2 separate regions of the Sus scrofa genome follow, and region 2 is linked to region 1. A link is a contact called in public HiChIP or PLAC-seq data. All regions are on one chromosome and are shown on one strand. Each heading gives the region's core, a stretch centred on a gene start, on an enhancer-like site or on the middle of the called end of the contact. The rest is flanking DNA. Distances are from core to core; before and after follow the strand shown. Region 1 overlaps UGP2 (UDP-glucose pyrophosphorylase 2). Region 2 has its middle 59 kb from the start of MDH1.

The links. HiChIP or PLAC-seq counts read pairs in DNA pulled down with a chosen protein or histone mark.
Region 2: a contact with region 1 is called in an H3K27ac HiChIP or PLAC-seq map of alveolar macrophages. The contact joins two enhancer-like sites. A contact is called at or near these places in 1 of 47 Hi-C or Micro-C datasets (liver) and 2 of 2 datasets of contacts at active chromatin or transcription factors (alveolar macrophages and skeletal muscle).

The regions. Positions count from the first base shown.
Region 1 is chr3:78,011,545-78,018,680 of Sscrofa11.1, reverse strand. UGP2 (UDP-glucose pyrophosphorylase 2) reads left to right here. Exons shown (of 10, transcript NM_213980.1): 2 at 3,891-4,018; 3 at 4,860-4,967. Among named protein-coding and RNA genes, the nearest start is that of UGP2, 16 kb to the left of the region's middle. Within about 2 kb of position 3,955, at least 1 of the 83 cell types and tissues checked has an H3K27ac peak or open chromatin away from gene starts, as enhancers often do. A contact at or near this core is called in alveolar macrophages, where this site is marked.
Region 2 is chr3:78,200,195-78,207,330 of Sscrofa11.1, reverse strand. No RefSeq gene overlaps it. Among named protein-coding and RNA genes, the nearest start is that of MDH1, 59 kb to the left of the region's middle. Within about 2 kb of position 4,165, at least 1 of the 83 cell types and tissues checked has an H3K27ac peak or open chromatin away from gene starts, as enhancers often do. A contact at or near this core is called in alveolar macrophages, where this site is marked.

The DNA of each region.
Region 1 (7,136 bases), core at 2,706-5,205:
CGAAACATCTTAGGAGGTTAGAAATCTTATATTATTCAGTGGATTCTTTAATTGACCTTCCACTTCACACAGCTTCCAGTGCAGAAGTGTAACCTGAGAATACTAAGTCCAAGAAGGCTTCTAAGTTCTGTATTTCTTTTCCTACCAAAAACTCCAGGCCTTTCCTTCAAAATTCTGAATGGGTAAAGGAGGTCACTGCAAAGGGAAATGGTTTCTAGCTCTGTGCTTCCTAGTTTGTTCCAGGTGCTTAAGATAGACACTCTTCTTGATTAATCACACTTCCTTATTCTTGAAAAGTCTTTATTTCTTATTCATTAATCACATTAAATCACAGCTTCATAGTACCATTTTTTGCCCAGGAGTGGGGGAAGGAAACAATAGTGGAATGGGGTGGAAGAGATAATAAATAGACTTGTTTTAACTTTATTTTGTTGGAAAGTTGTTCAAATTTGTACAGGGGTAGAAGGAATACAAATTGTTCTTCATTTGCATTCTGGGCTGTGTCAAAGAAAGGGAGGAATAAAGATTGGGGATATTTGTCCCAACTTAAGTTTGAATCTGTGTCTGAAGATTGGACTTGCTGTAGCTGACAAAGAGCACTTGTAGTATTAATTGTGAGTCTTTTAGTCATCTTTTCTTTGCTTGGAATGAAAGAAAAGAAAGGGAGGTTAGTAACATGGGTTCTTTGCTTTTTGACCTTAAACCGTGTACATTAATAGGCTGTTCTTCTGCAATCTATAAAGTTTGGTAAGGTTTTTTTTGAACTGTTTGAATGTCTTAAACAGCCACTATAGTTTTTTTGTTTGGCTTTTTTTTTTTTTTTTTGGCCATGCCTGTGGCAACGTAGAAGTTCCCAGGCCAGGGATTGAACCCATGCCACAGAAGCAGCCTGGGCTGCTGCAATGACAAAGTTGGATCCTTAACCTGCTGCACCACAAAATAATTCCTACTATGGTTATTTTTAAACTTTGTAGTTAACATTTAAGGGGTTTTGTTTTGTTGTTTTGGGTTTTTGGGTTGTTTTTTGTTTGTTTGTTTGTTTTTCAGTGCTGCACCTGCAGCATATGGAAGTTCCCAAGCTAAGGGTCAAATCAGAGCTGCAGCTGCCGGCCTACACTACATCCAGAACAACTCGGGATCCAAGCCACTTCTGCTACCTACACCACAGGATCCCTGACCCACTGAGCCAGGTTAGGGATCGAACCCACAACCTCATAGATACTAGTTGGATTTGTTTCTGCTGTGCCACAATGGGAACTCCTGTAGTTACATTTAGTTTTATCTTTCTTTTGGCATTTCCCCAGAGTATAAGTAAGTTAAATGTTTCCATCACTATTGTGTAGGAATGTTATTGTGCATGCTGGCCTTCAGGATCTCACTTCAACAACAAAGCAGCATGTCTTGTAGATGTTTTCGAGTCTTAACAAAATACTTATTTTAAAGATCATTGTATAGTTGCTTATTGATCTATTTTAATCAGTCTATGACGGGGAATCACATGATTCATGTGTTCTTTAGAGGTTTTATATGTAGTAGATTTTTCTTCCAAATTATTCCCTAAACATTAATATGGGAGTTGGTGTCAAGCTTTGGGGTAGAGAGATTCTAGGTATACATGGGGCAGCAGGATGGGACTTAACCTGTGACAAATTTTAAATTGCAACTAAGTCAGTTGAGGGATGGCATGTATGGTTGATGTCACATTAACTCTAGTTTAAAATGTTCTTCAGGAGTTTTTTTAATTACCTATTACAGTTATGCCAACATACTCATCCAGTATCTTCCTTCTTTGCAGATTATAATCAAATTTCTACTTATTGGTTGCAACATATCTTTAGGTTGTTTATGAAACATACACATTTGTGTTTCGTTCAGTGTTTCCTAGTCTACAGAAAAGTTATTTATGAACCATAGTTTGGGTCATTTTAGTAGTTTTACTGGAGTCTATAAACTTAGCCTTTAAAATGAACACAGAAAACACTATTTTAGGATTAGATTGTTGCTTTCACCAAATTCCCTTGTTTTTTTTTTTTCTCTTGGATTTTAGTATGATAGAAACTGTGCATAAACTTTTTTTTGAAGAGTTATGTGAAATAGCTCATTTGTTAACATTTTTAGATATTTTGGAGAGGCCGTCTACATTAAATAAATTGCCTTGGGAGTTATGTATTTATTAATTTTTAATAGTAATTTACTAATTTCTGCTCAAAAATATCTTAAAAAATATTGGTTATGTTACTTTAAATTCTGTCTATATGTTTCCATCTTACCAGATAACACATGAACGAATTTATAGTATTTTTAGCTATGCTGAAATATGATTTTGCTAAATTAGCCAACATTTGTAGAACTAATTAGCTATCAAGTTAAATGTATTTTTGAAGCTTATGTTCAAACATTTATAAAATAAGATTGAATTAGGTATTGAGGATAAAGGGGGGGTGTACAAAATTTGACTGGTCATTATTTTATGAGATGTAGATGGGGAGTTCCCGTTGTGGCACAGTGAAAACAAATCCGACTAGTAATCATGAGGTTGCGGGTTTCATCCCTGGCCTCACTCAGTGGGTTAAGGATCCGGCATTGCCGTGAGCTGTGGTGTAGGTTGCAGATGCGGCTCAGATCCTGTGTGGCTGTGGCTGGCAGCTGTAGCTCTGATTGGACCCTTAGCCTGAGAACCTCCATATGCCACAGGTGTGGCCCTAAAAAGCAAAAACAAACAAACAAAAAAACCCCAAAAAAGTAGATGGGATAATTTCTGTCTAGATAATAAAGTATATAAAACTATTTGTGTTGACGTTTTTCTTCTAAGGTACTTGGGCCTGGGATGTTTTCTTTTTCTGTACTTTGTTTTTGTTTATTTTCATCCAACAGACATTTCTGTCACCTTTAGTGAGATCCATCTATGACAGAGGTGCCCAGCTATGCCCAAAGTCTTGATAGTCTTTCCAACACAGATAAGCATTGAAAAATTTTGGCTGAAATTGAAGAAGCAGGGAGGTAGCCCTGTGCCCTTCTCCTTTTAGAATAAAAATTTCGATGCCAGGGAAGTAGGGGTACTTTGGATTTGCCAGTTATCTCTCAATGGGTTCTTTTTTAGTGAGGAATATGAACTGGAGTGGCTTTCCTTCGAAAGTGGAAGGAGGAGTTACCACTGTGGCTTAGTGGGTTAAGAACCTGCCATAGTGATCATGAGGATGCAAAGCCTCACTCAGTGGGTTAAGGATCCGGCATTGTCACAGGCTGCAGCTTGGATCTGGTGTTGCTATGGCTGTGGTGTAGGCCAGCAGCTATATTACTGATTCGACCTCTATCTAGCCTGGGAACTTCCATATGCCATAGGTGCAGCTATAAAAAAGAAAAATTTAAAAAAATTTTTTTTAATAAAATGGAGAGGATTGCTTAAATTTTCATCTGGCCTGGAGAAAGGAGTCATCATTTGCTTTGGTTGCCAAACTCCTTTAGTTCTCTTATGAGGCAGCAATTCCTTAAGGATGTGTTCCATAAAATATGCCCTTAGGAACATTATTTCAGTTGTTCTCATTTTTCTCCAGATTTGATGGCTAGGAGGGAAACAGTAGAGATGAAACTCTGTGCTCAAATGAAGATTAAATTAATCCTTTTGCTTCCACCTGCCTCAACTCTCCAAAATTGTTTAGTATTTTAGATACACTAGTAAAGCATATAGATGTAACAGTCAAATTTGAGCCCTTAGGATTTTCTAATCCTAACTAGTTGACAACAATGCTGAAATTCTCTTGGAGGTTGATGGGACCAGAGGATTAAGACCTTTTCATTTGTTGGCACACTGCAAGTAAATCACTTGTGGTTTATCAGCTGTGAATGGCTGTCCAAGTTTTCAGTTTGTGGTTTTATATTTTTATTTTAAGATCTCAGCAAAGCAATGTCTCAAGATGGCGCTTCTCAGTTCCAAGAAGTCATTCGGCAGGAGCTAGAATTATCTGTGAAGAAGGAACTAGAAAAGATACTTACCACGGCACCATCACATGAGTTTGAGGTAAGAACCCCACACTGTTTTTTCCTTTTTTCTTTTTAGCTTTGATCTGTCTACATATTGAGTTGCTAATGGTGCTACTACTCATCCAGTTCTAAATAAGCATAACATGTAATGATATATTTTAGAAATTATGATTGCTTAATAATTATTTTCAACATTTGCCCATTTTAAAACCATTGTCTTTATTTTTTAAATTCTAGGAAGTTTCTAAAGTCTAAAAGAATCAGAATAAAATTACAATTTATTCTGTGTTTTGATATTAGGTGGAGAAATGGATACCAATGTTCAGTTAAAATTGTGAGAAGTTAATTTATCAACTGCATGCCTTTTCCATAGAGCCAATTCCAACAGAACTGTGCTACTCTGACAGCTTTGATAGAGGTTTCCCTGAATAGGCAGATGTTTACTTTCCCACTTACAAATCAGTGGATTATCCTTTTAATTTTCAAATTTCAATTTGTACATAATGTTTTGAGGTTAGCTGGGGGTTTTTTTTGCTTTTTTCTTTTTCTTTTTGTGAAAATTAATTTTCACTTACAAGAAGTAGAGAGTTTATTGGCGAGTAAATGTGGAGAACCAGTTGGAATTCCCATGAAACAAATTATGAGATTTCATGTTACTGGTAGGAGATGAGGAGATTGCTTACATTCCTTTAAGTGTGGTTACTATTAGCTTTTTTTCCTCTTTAGTTTTAATTTGGGTTGTAAAAAAAAAGTCTGCTCTACTTTATGTTCTAAAAGTATAAGAGTTTCACTGAAACTTATTTTAAATGTGCAATTTGTCTGTTTTTATTAAATAGTAAGCATTCTGCTAGTCCTAACAATGATGTCTATTCTCATAGCACACTAAAAAAGACCTTGATGGATTTCGGAAGCTATTTCATAGATTCTTGCAAGAAAAGGGACCTTCTGTGGACTGGGGAAAAATCCAGAGACCTCCAGAAGATTCGGTAAGTTTTGGATAAAATGTAGGAAAATTTAAGGTAATTTTGGGCACTGGTTTAACTTTGGGGTTACTATCGTAACCTATGTAAGATACCCATAGGAGCCATCACTTTACAGAGTGAATGCACAGAGATAGTCTTCTACTGCTTTCCCTTCTGTTAGACTCATCTATCCAGTCCTGCAGAGGACTTAATGAACATCTCATCTTATAACTTAACATCTTGAATATGAGGCACTTATTTTGCTCAAACACATGGTAAGAGCTTCATTATGTTCTTTTCTTCCTTCTATCTCCAGACCATCTGATTTCTCATTGCCTGTAAGGTCATATACAGACTTAAAGCTCACGCCACGCATTCAACCCATCTTTCTAGCTGTACCTCTCTTGCCTGTCTCACTTGAACAACCCAGCGTTCCCATCACACAGAAAGTATTTCCCTGCTTCTAGACTTCTGTATATGTTGTTCCCTTGGAATGCTTTGGTGGCTTCTCCTATCAGAATCCTGCTCATTCTTTGAGGCTCAGGCCAAATGTCTCTACTTCTGTCATCAGCCTCTAGCAGAAAGTGGCACTAAAGAGGTGTTGTGCAGTAGTAGCAGAAGTTCAAATCCTAGCTCTGCAACTTTTGAGCTTTGTGTAAAATGAGAATAATACCAAGTGCTTTTTGTACTTGACAGAGTTGTTAGACTATTAAGAAACACAGGGAAACCGAGTTCCCGCTGTGGCACAGCAGAAACCAATCCGACTAGCATCCATTAGGATGTGGATTAGATTCCTGTACTCGCTCAGTGGGTCTGGGATCTGGCATTGCTGTGAGCTGTGGTGTAGGTCACAGATGTGACTCGAATCTGGCGTGGCTGTGGCTGTGGGGTAGGACGGCAGCTGCAGCTCTGATTTGACCCTTAGCCTGGGAACTTCCATATGCCGTGGATGTGGCCCTGAAAAAAGGAAAAAGATGTTTGTGGTTATTTCTATCATGTTATGTGGTACTTCTCTGGCCTAGCAGTACTTGTTTGTATGCATGTGCTGGCTTCATACATATGTTGTCATTGAGGCCAGGAGACCCTGTGTCCCAGGTTGAGTGATTGATCTAAATGAAGTGACAGGTTCAGGGACAGGTTTTGTTAACACAGTGACCTTTCTTTTCTGTTAGCAGTTTTGACCTCTGCTGCTTACAGGCACTTTTCACTGCAGGTAGAAAAGACTTGATAGAATGGAATAATTGTACATAGATAATTTATCTCTTATGTATCTGTAATCTTAGATAATCTAATGATTTTAAAATGGGGGTGTTTTGAGCAGGAAGTACTGCCTGAAGGCTGTAACACTGCTTGTGTTTGTGAAGTTTTATCGGGACACAAACAATATGATTCATTTGTGTATCATCTCTGGTGGCTTAAGCTGATTGAGTCTCTCATATTTCTTCCTAATGAGAAAGTCTTAAATATAGTTCCTGGTGAGGAGTGTTTTTTTCCCCATATGTGAAAAATGTCTTTCAGTTATTAAACTTTTAAAAATTATAAATTACAGTAGCTCATGGTAAAGAAAATAACAAGCAAAATTAAAAAAAAAAATCCCACGTAGGCACTCAGAAGGAGTCTCTCATTTTTTATGTTGAAGTTAAAATTCTTCTTGTCTGTAGTGCTTGCCAGTTACAGTACAATGTGCATTAATTTTTCTTTGGGGTCTTCTGTTTTAGTCTTTGATTTCTTTGACCCTCATGATGTATTTTGATTTATTTTTCTGCTTTTAGGTTGTAGAATAAATAATATTCTCTCCTGAAAAATTAGTAAGAACAATCTTCTGGATAGGTATATAGTTTAAAAAGAGAACTAGTTATAAATTCAGTTATATTGAAAAAAAGAATGTTTGGGGGCAGTCCTAAAATTACAATAAAAAATTTAGGCATTATGTATTTTCCTACCTTAAATACTTAATATTTTTGCTAGGAATTTATTCCTGGTTGAAATAGCCTCACTTTTCTAATTTATGACAGACCTGGGTATAAAGGTGTAGCTGTCTTCTTAATTCTTGTTGATCTGGGAATTTTTTTTCTCCTACAAAAATGTCCTTTTGATGATAGAGCCTCCCTTGAAGGAAGACACAAAGATTTGTTGCTTTCAGTATATTTTTAGATTCAATATTCTGCTTTGTCAATGGAGGAATCCGCCTTT
Region 2 (7,136 bases), core at 2,916-5,415, 190 kb before region 1:
GATATTCAATTTTCTGGGCAAAAGGCTCCTCGAATTTCATTAGAAAGGAGTCAACAGCAACATCAACTTATTTCATCTCTATATTATAGGCGTCTTCCCAGCAGCCTTGAACTTGATGTGTCCCATCCAAGGGAAGAAGTCTGTTTGGAATGACCTGTGGGGAGCTTTGATTGTCTAGCCATTTCTGCAGATTCTGGACTATATCATTAAATCCATGGAAAAGCTCAAAACCAAAAGCTTATCTTGGACCCATAAAGAAAAAACTGAGTTCAGTCTTAGGCTATGTCCTTGTTTTTCTGAGGAGCTTTACTTTAATGAGCTTAAAATTTCTATATATAATAGAGCATGAGAACATAGTGAACATATATTTGGGATATTTGGCATAGGAAACATGCAAACCATAGTATTTTCTCTTATTTAAAAAAGTCTACCAAATATATAATCTTTTTTTTTTTTAATCTTTTTAGGGCTGCACCCAGGGCACATGGAAAATCCCAGGCTAGGGGTTAAATTGGAGCTACAGCTGCCGGCCTACATCACAGCCACAGCAATGCCAGATCCAAACCACATCTGCGACCTATACCACAGCTCATAACAACATCAGATCCTTAACCCACTGAGAGGAGCCAGGGTAGAATATGCATCTTAATGGATACTAGTCAGGAATATATAGCCTTCTAAACAGGTCTTTCTTTCCTTGAGAATCTAAGGTTTTCCAAATTTTTTTTTTTACTGAGATTTTCTAATTTTTTAAATTGTGGTAAATACACATAAAGTAATGGCTGAGTAGTATTCCATTGTGTATATATACCACATCTTCCTAATCCAATCATCTGTCAATGGACATTTGGGTTGTTTCCATGATGGAGCATGATAATGTGAGAAAAAAGAATGTATACATGTATGTGTAACTGGGTCACCATGCTGTATGGCAGAAAATTGACAGAACACTGTAAACCAGCTATAATCGAAAAAAATAAAAATCATTATATATATATATAAAAAATTTACCATTTTAAACTGTAAACTTCAGTGACATTTAGTACACTTACACTGTTGTGTAACTATCACCAGTATTTAGTTCCAGAACATTTTCATCACCTCAAAGAAAACCCTGTAGCCATTAAGCAAACACTTGCTCTTGTTACCTCTCCCCTAGCTCAAGTCAACCACTAGTCTGCTTTCTGCCTTTATGGATTTACTTATTCTGGATATTTCATATAAATGGAATCATATGATATGTAGCCTTTTATATCTGCTTCTTTCAGGTAATGAAATGCTTTCAAGGTTCATCTACATTATTACATGTGAAAGTACTTCATTCCTTTTTATAGCTAAATAATATTCTACTGTATGGTCAGTTAATCCTTATTATTTATAAATTCTAATTTTCAAATTTACCTACTTGCTAAAATTTAGCTGTAAACCCCAAATCAACTCCCATGCACATGCACAGAGTGGTGAAAATTTTGAGTCACCTGATGTGCATGTTCCTAGCTGAGGTATAATAAAGCAATATTCTCCTTTCCCTGTTTCAGCTAAGTGTCCCTTTCATAGCCTATTTCTAGGTTTTTTGCATCTGGGGGCCTTTTGCTGGTGATTTCACCATTTAAAAGTTCCCCCAAGTAGATTGTGTTCTAGGGTTCTAGTGTTTAGCACAAGAAGGCTGTGAGGCACCTCATGGAGAAAATATGTATGTTGATAAGTTTCTTTCAGGAATGACTTAGAGTGCTGTCAGCCCCGAGTTCCATGTTAATGTATGAACAATTTACATTAAATGATCTTTAAGCAGAAACACATATAAGACAAAATTATGCATGGAACAGTTGAAGAAAATGTGACCAGAGGCTTGCAGGAACCTAACCTCCTATTTTCTCCAGGAGCAATAGTTGTGTTTCCTAATTTAGTGTTTGTGGTGACTTCACAGAACATAACTACTGTGAATAAAAAGATTTGACTGTATGTAACACATTTTGTTTATCCATGCATTAGTTGATAGACATTTGGGTTATTTCCACTTTTTGACTATTATGAATAATGCTGCTATTAACATTTGTGTACAAATTTTTGTCTGAATACCTGTTTTTCAATTTTTTGGGGGGCATTTAATAAGATGTCCTCAGTTTTCCATTAATATGACTGCATAAGAAATTGCTGTCATAAGAACTGATGAAGGAGGTTCAGGGAGTAAAAGGTGAAGAAATTGCTGTCATAAGAACTGATGAAGGAGGTTCAGGGAGGAAAAGAGACAGAAAGCAGAGGATATGAGATGGGCTCAGGGTAAAAATAAAACTGGGCTTTCAGCTACAGAGTAAGGAGATGATTGAAAGGAGGCCAGAGATAAAACAAAATAAAGACCAAGGAAGCCAGGAATAGAACCAAATCAAGATCAAAAGTACACAGGTACTTCAGCTAAGGGTCCATCCAAATAGGCCAGGCAGAAGGCAATGGATGGAAACAGGTGAGCAGATCACAGCATAAGGAAGGCAGGAGGAACTAGAGAGAGTCTTTCAGCTGTTAGACACATGTCCTGGTGATCTTTTTTTCTTTTTTTTTAAATTGAGGTATTGTTGACATAAAACATTATATTAGTCTCAGGCATACAACTTAATGATTCAGGATATGTATATATTGTGAAGTGATGACGACAATAGTCTAGTCAACATCCGTCGCCAAACAGTTACTATTTTTTTTCTTGTGATGAGAACTTTTAAGATCTCTCACTGGTGCCCTTGATAGGTCCTGCAGTTGCCACCAGAGGCCACTGAGCACAAGCGTGCGAGCATCACATATGGAGTCAGATCTGACCTGGTATGTCTGTCCAGTTGTATCATACTACATGAGTTGTTTGGCCTTTGTCTTTTCAATTTTTCTCATCTTATAACATCACCAGTAATGGCATTTATCTCATATGGTAACTGCAGGAATGAAGATAATGAATGTGAATTAATTAGCACAGTACCTGGCACATAAATGCATGATAAATGTATACAGTTATTTTCTCATTTAAAACATCACTAATAATGGCATTTACCTCATATGGTAACTGCAGGAATGAAGATAATGAATGTGAATTAATTAGCACAGCACCTGGGACATAAATGTATGATAAATGTATACAGTTGGCTTTCTGTATCCGGGGGTTCTGCATCTGTACATTCAACCAACCCTGGATCAAAAATATTTGAAAAAGTTCCAAAAAGCAAAACTTGAATTTACTATGTACTGGCAACTATTTACATAGTATTTATATTGCATTTACAACCATTTACATGGCATTTACATTATATCAGATATTTTAGATCATCTAGAGATTTAAAGATTTAAAGTTCATGGAAGGATGCACAGGGTTATATGTAAATGCTACACCACCTTATATAAGGGACCCGAGCATCCGTGGATTTTTATATTGTGGAGGGTCCTGGGATGAACCCCTGATACTGAGGTATGACTATGTGTATTTGGATGTGTGTGTTCAGGCAGGAGGGTAATATGGAGAAGAGATGTTAAGGAATCACATCCACTTGGACAGTTGTTCCATACTAAGTTTTTAAGCAGAGATCAAGATGGGATTAGCTGTGCAAGAGATTTATTGGGGAAATGCCTGTGAAGGATAGAGTGGGAGGGAACAGGAGAAGGTAGGAAGTGCCATCACAACACAATATAGGCCTGACATACATGAAAGGAAAGAGGGAAGGAAGGAAGTTTGGGCAGAAAGACCCTCAAATACAGGGCAGTTCTGAGCATGTTTTGGCCAGGTTGATGGGGAGTTCCAGAGTCAAAGTTGTCCATCAAAGGAATCCCCCACTGGGTAAGCAGGGCCTGACCTGGGCACCCCCACGGTGCCCAGTCACTGAATGGGAGCTGCTGGAGGCTGCTGGTCAGCGATGCTCTCGACAAAAGGCTCTCATAACAGGACATCAGAAGAATATGTCTCCACGATCCTTACTCCTTCACTGTAGCCTATCCAAACCCATTGCTCAATACTGAATGTGCTGTGAGGATGAGGGAGCACTTTCCACCACATATCTGTACCTCTTATAGGAGCTCCACAAGGGCCTGGGACTCAGCTTCTTTCCCATTTGAGGTGAGCTTACCAAACCTCCTCCTCATTGTCCTCATGAATTCATCTTGTTCCACTTTCTAATTTTCTACACAGTTCCGTTTTCTACATAGTTCCTGTTGGATGTAAGCCTGAGTCTCAATGGGTTCCCAGGTCTGACTTTTCCCCTGAATACTATTCTTGCTTCTCTATTTGTTTCATGTCCCAAAGCCTCAGGCCACCCCTGCCCTATTCCTAATTCCAGCACCAGTTTCCAGAAACCAAACCCACATCAAAGTCCCAGGATTCCATTGCTGGTCTGAATCCAGCAACTGAGAAAAAATGTTTTCTCTTCATAGATAAAAGGAATAATGTGACTGACTTTATATTTTTTCTTTCTCTTTGATGGCAATCATACCAGGCTAAAATTTTTTTGTTTTATTTTTTTCCCAGATTACTATAAAGTTTATATATAGAACTGAAACTTCCCAGAAGCTTTTGGGAAATTTGACAAAGTGATTCAGAGTTTATCAGATAGAGTGAAAAGTCAGCAGTCAAATAATTTCTGAAAAAGAAAAGCTATGGGGCGGCCATTCCTTACATGATGAAAATATACCATAAAGAATATTACAGAGGTTTAAAATTTATAGGACAAAGTACTATAACTAAATTCAGTTTAGCTCTTGGATTCTCATTTCCCTTGACCATAGAAAACGCTCAATCATGCCTCTTGGTTTTAACTCAGTTTGGTCTAAAATGTAATAAACATTCAATGAACTCTGAGATCTGGGCCTATCCCAATCCTTGCCAGGGTGTGTGTGAGATCTAACTTATCCTGAGTGTATCAGGAGGCCTTGGCCTGAGGGGGGGGCACCTTGTTCTTGTGCAAGCCTTTGTCAACATGAGAGTGTTCTTCACCTGCCTTGGTCTTTTGAACCCCATTCCAAATTTATTTTCTCCTCTGGCTTTCTCATCACTTCTTCAGCTCACTGGGAGCTCAGGAACTTTCCATGTCTTCTGGAAACACCCTGAAGGAAGAGATTCTGCCAAGACCCACCTAGCCCATCTGCCTACACCTCCCTCAGCCTGATTCATCTACCACCCAGGCAGGGAATTTCTTAGAATCTGGGCTGAACTCACTGAACTTGGGGCTTCTCCAACTTCCTCCCCATAACCCTGCTGAAGCCTAAGACCTGCACAGGCAGCCAGTCCAGGCCTCTGCAGCTACATGAGTGCAAGAACCACCCTAGACTCTCATAGCTTTGCCCTATCAATCAGTGTTGTGCATACTCAGGGCTAGCCCCTCTAGTTGTGTATCTGTATGCTGCCAGCCTAACACCCGTCATCAGCCTCCGCTGATGTGTGCACACCTGTGGTAAGATCCTGCAGTCCCAGAAGTGTATGCTCACCCTGTTTCCTGTCACTGGCCTGCACCATGAGATTCATCTGCAGCTAGGTCCTCTTAGCTGTGTACCTGCAAACCCCAACCTGACTCCCAACATTGACCTCCACTGTTCCTGTGGTAAGACCCAGCAAACACAGTAGTGTATATGAATAGCTGGGAGCTGCCAGCTTTACTCACAGTTGGTCCTGGCCCTTTCTGATTGCTGAGCCCCAGCCCCTGCCCTGCTACCATGTGTGTATCTGCTTTAGGCCCCTGCCAGCATATAGGCACCTACAGCTGGCTCCTACAGGTGAGTGTGTGCACACCACCAGCTCTAGGTACCACTGCTGCCTACCCTGATCCCTAGCATCTGGACCTAGAGGTGCTACTGAGGAACCCAACAGCCCCAACAGCTACAGACCCCTATACAGTACTAGCCAAGGGCCACACAGATGTTGATGCTGTGATCTTCAGCAGCTTAAGCCAAAGAGCCATGATGCTTCCTCAGAACTGGAGTCACATATATACCCACACTTGTACTCTGTACCACATTACACCATGCTCCAGTGTTCCCCCACTCTCAGTTGAAGGTTTTTTCCTAACTGGTCAGCCCATAAAGAGTGGAAGAAATGACTGCTTCTTCAAATGTGCAGACACCTACAAAAGATTATATGGATCAAAAAGAATCAAGGAATCATAACACTACCAAAGGAACATAGTAAACATTCAGCAACTGACCCCAAAGAAATGGAGATACATGAATTACCTGACAAAGAATTCAAAGTAATTGTTACAAAAATGCTCATAAAGCTATAAAAGGACACAGACATACAACTTAAGGACATCAGGAAAACAACACAAGAGCAAAAAAAGAAGTTGAACAAAGATACAGGAAAAAAAGACAAACAAATTTTGGAGCTGAAGACTATAACAATATAAACAATATTGAAGAATTTATTGAGAGCCTCAATAGCAAACTTCATCAAGCAGAAGAAATAATCACTGACCTTGATAACAGATCAATTGAAATTATATAATCAGAGGAGCAAAAGGAAAAAATTAATGAAAAGGATTTTAAAAACCCATGGGACTTTTAGAACACTATCAGAAATGATGCATATATTACTGGAGTCCAAGAAGGAGCAGAGGGAGAAGGGGTCAAAAGCTTATTTAAAGAAATAATGACTGAGAACTTCCCAACCTGAGGAAAGATTTGGACATCCAGGTTCATGAAGTAATAGGCCACCTCAAAATTTCAACCATGAAAGAACTTCTCCAAGACACATTATAACAAAATTGTCTAAAATAAAAGACAAAGGAGCATTTTAAGAGCAGCAAGAAGGGTTATGCCAGCTCTGAGACACCTTGGACCCATAAGCCAAGTGCCTCAGGAATAAGCATCATGCACCAGTGGGCTAGTAGCAGCTTTGAGACATGTCAGATTCTTCATTCCGTTGTGTCAGGAACAGGCCCTGCTCACCAGCAGGCCAAACCTAGATCTAGGATCCCTAGTCTAGAATCCACCCATCTCAGAATCTAGCTTTACCCAGCACTAGGACAGCAGTAGTCCTAGGAATTCCCTGAGCCCTGTAGCCAGCTACCTCATGACTTACCCCTGCCCACCACTGGCTGGTAGCCTCCATACAAAGCAAGCGCTGGCAACCAATCTAACTAGGGTCTAGCCATGCCTACCAGATCATTCACAATATT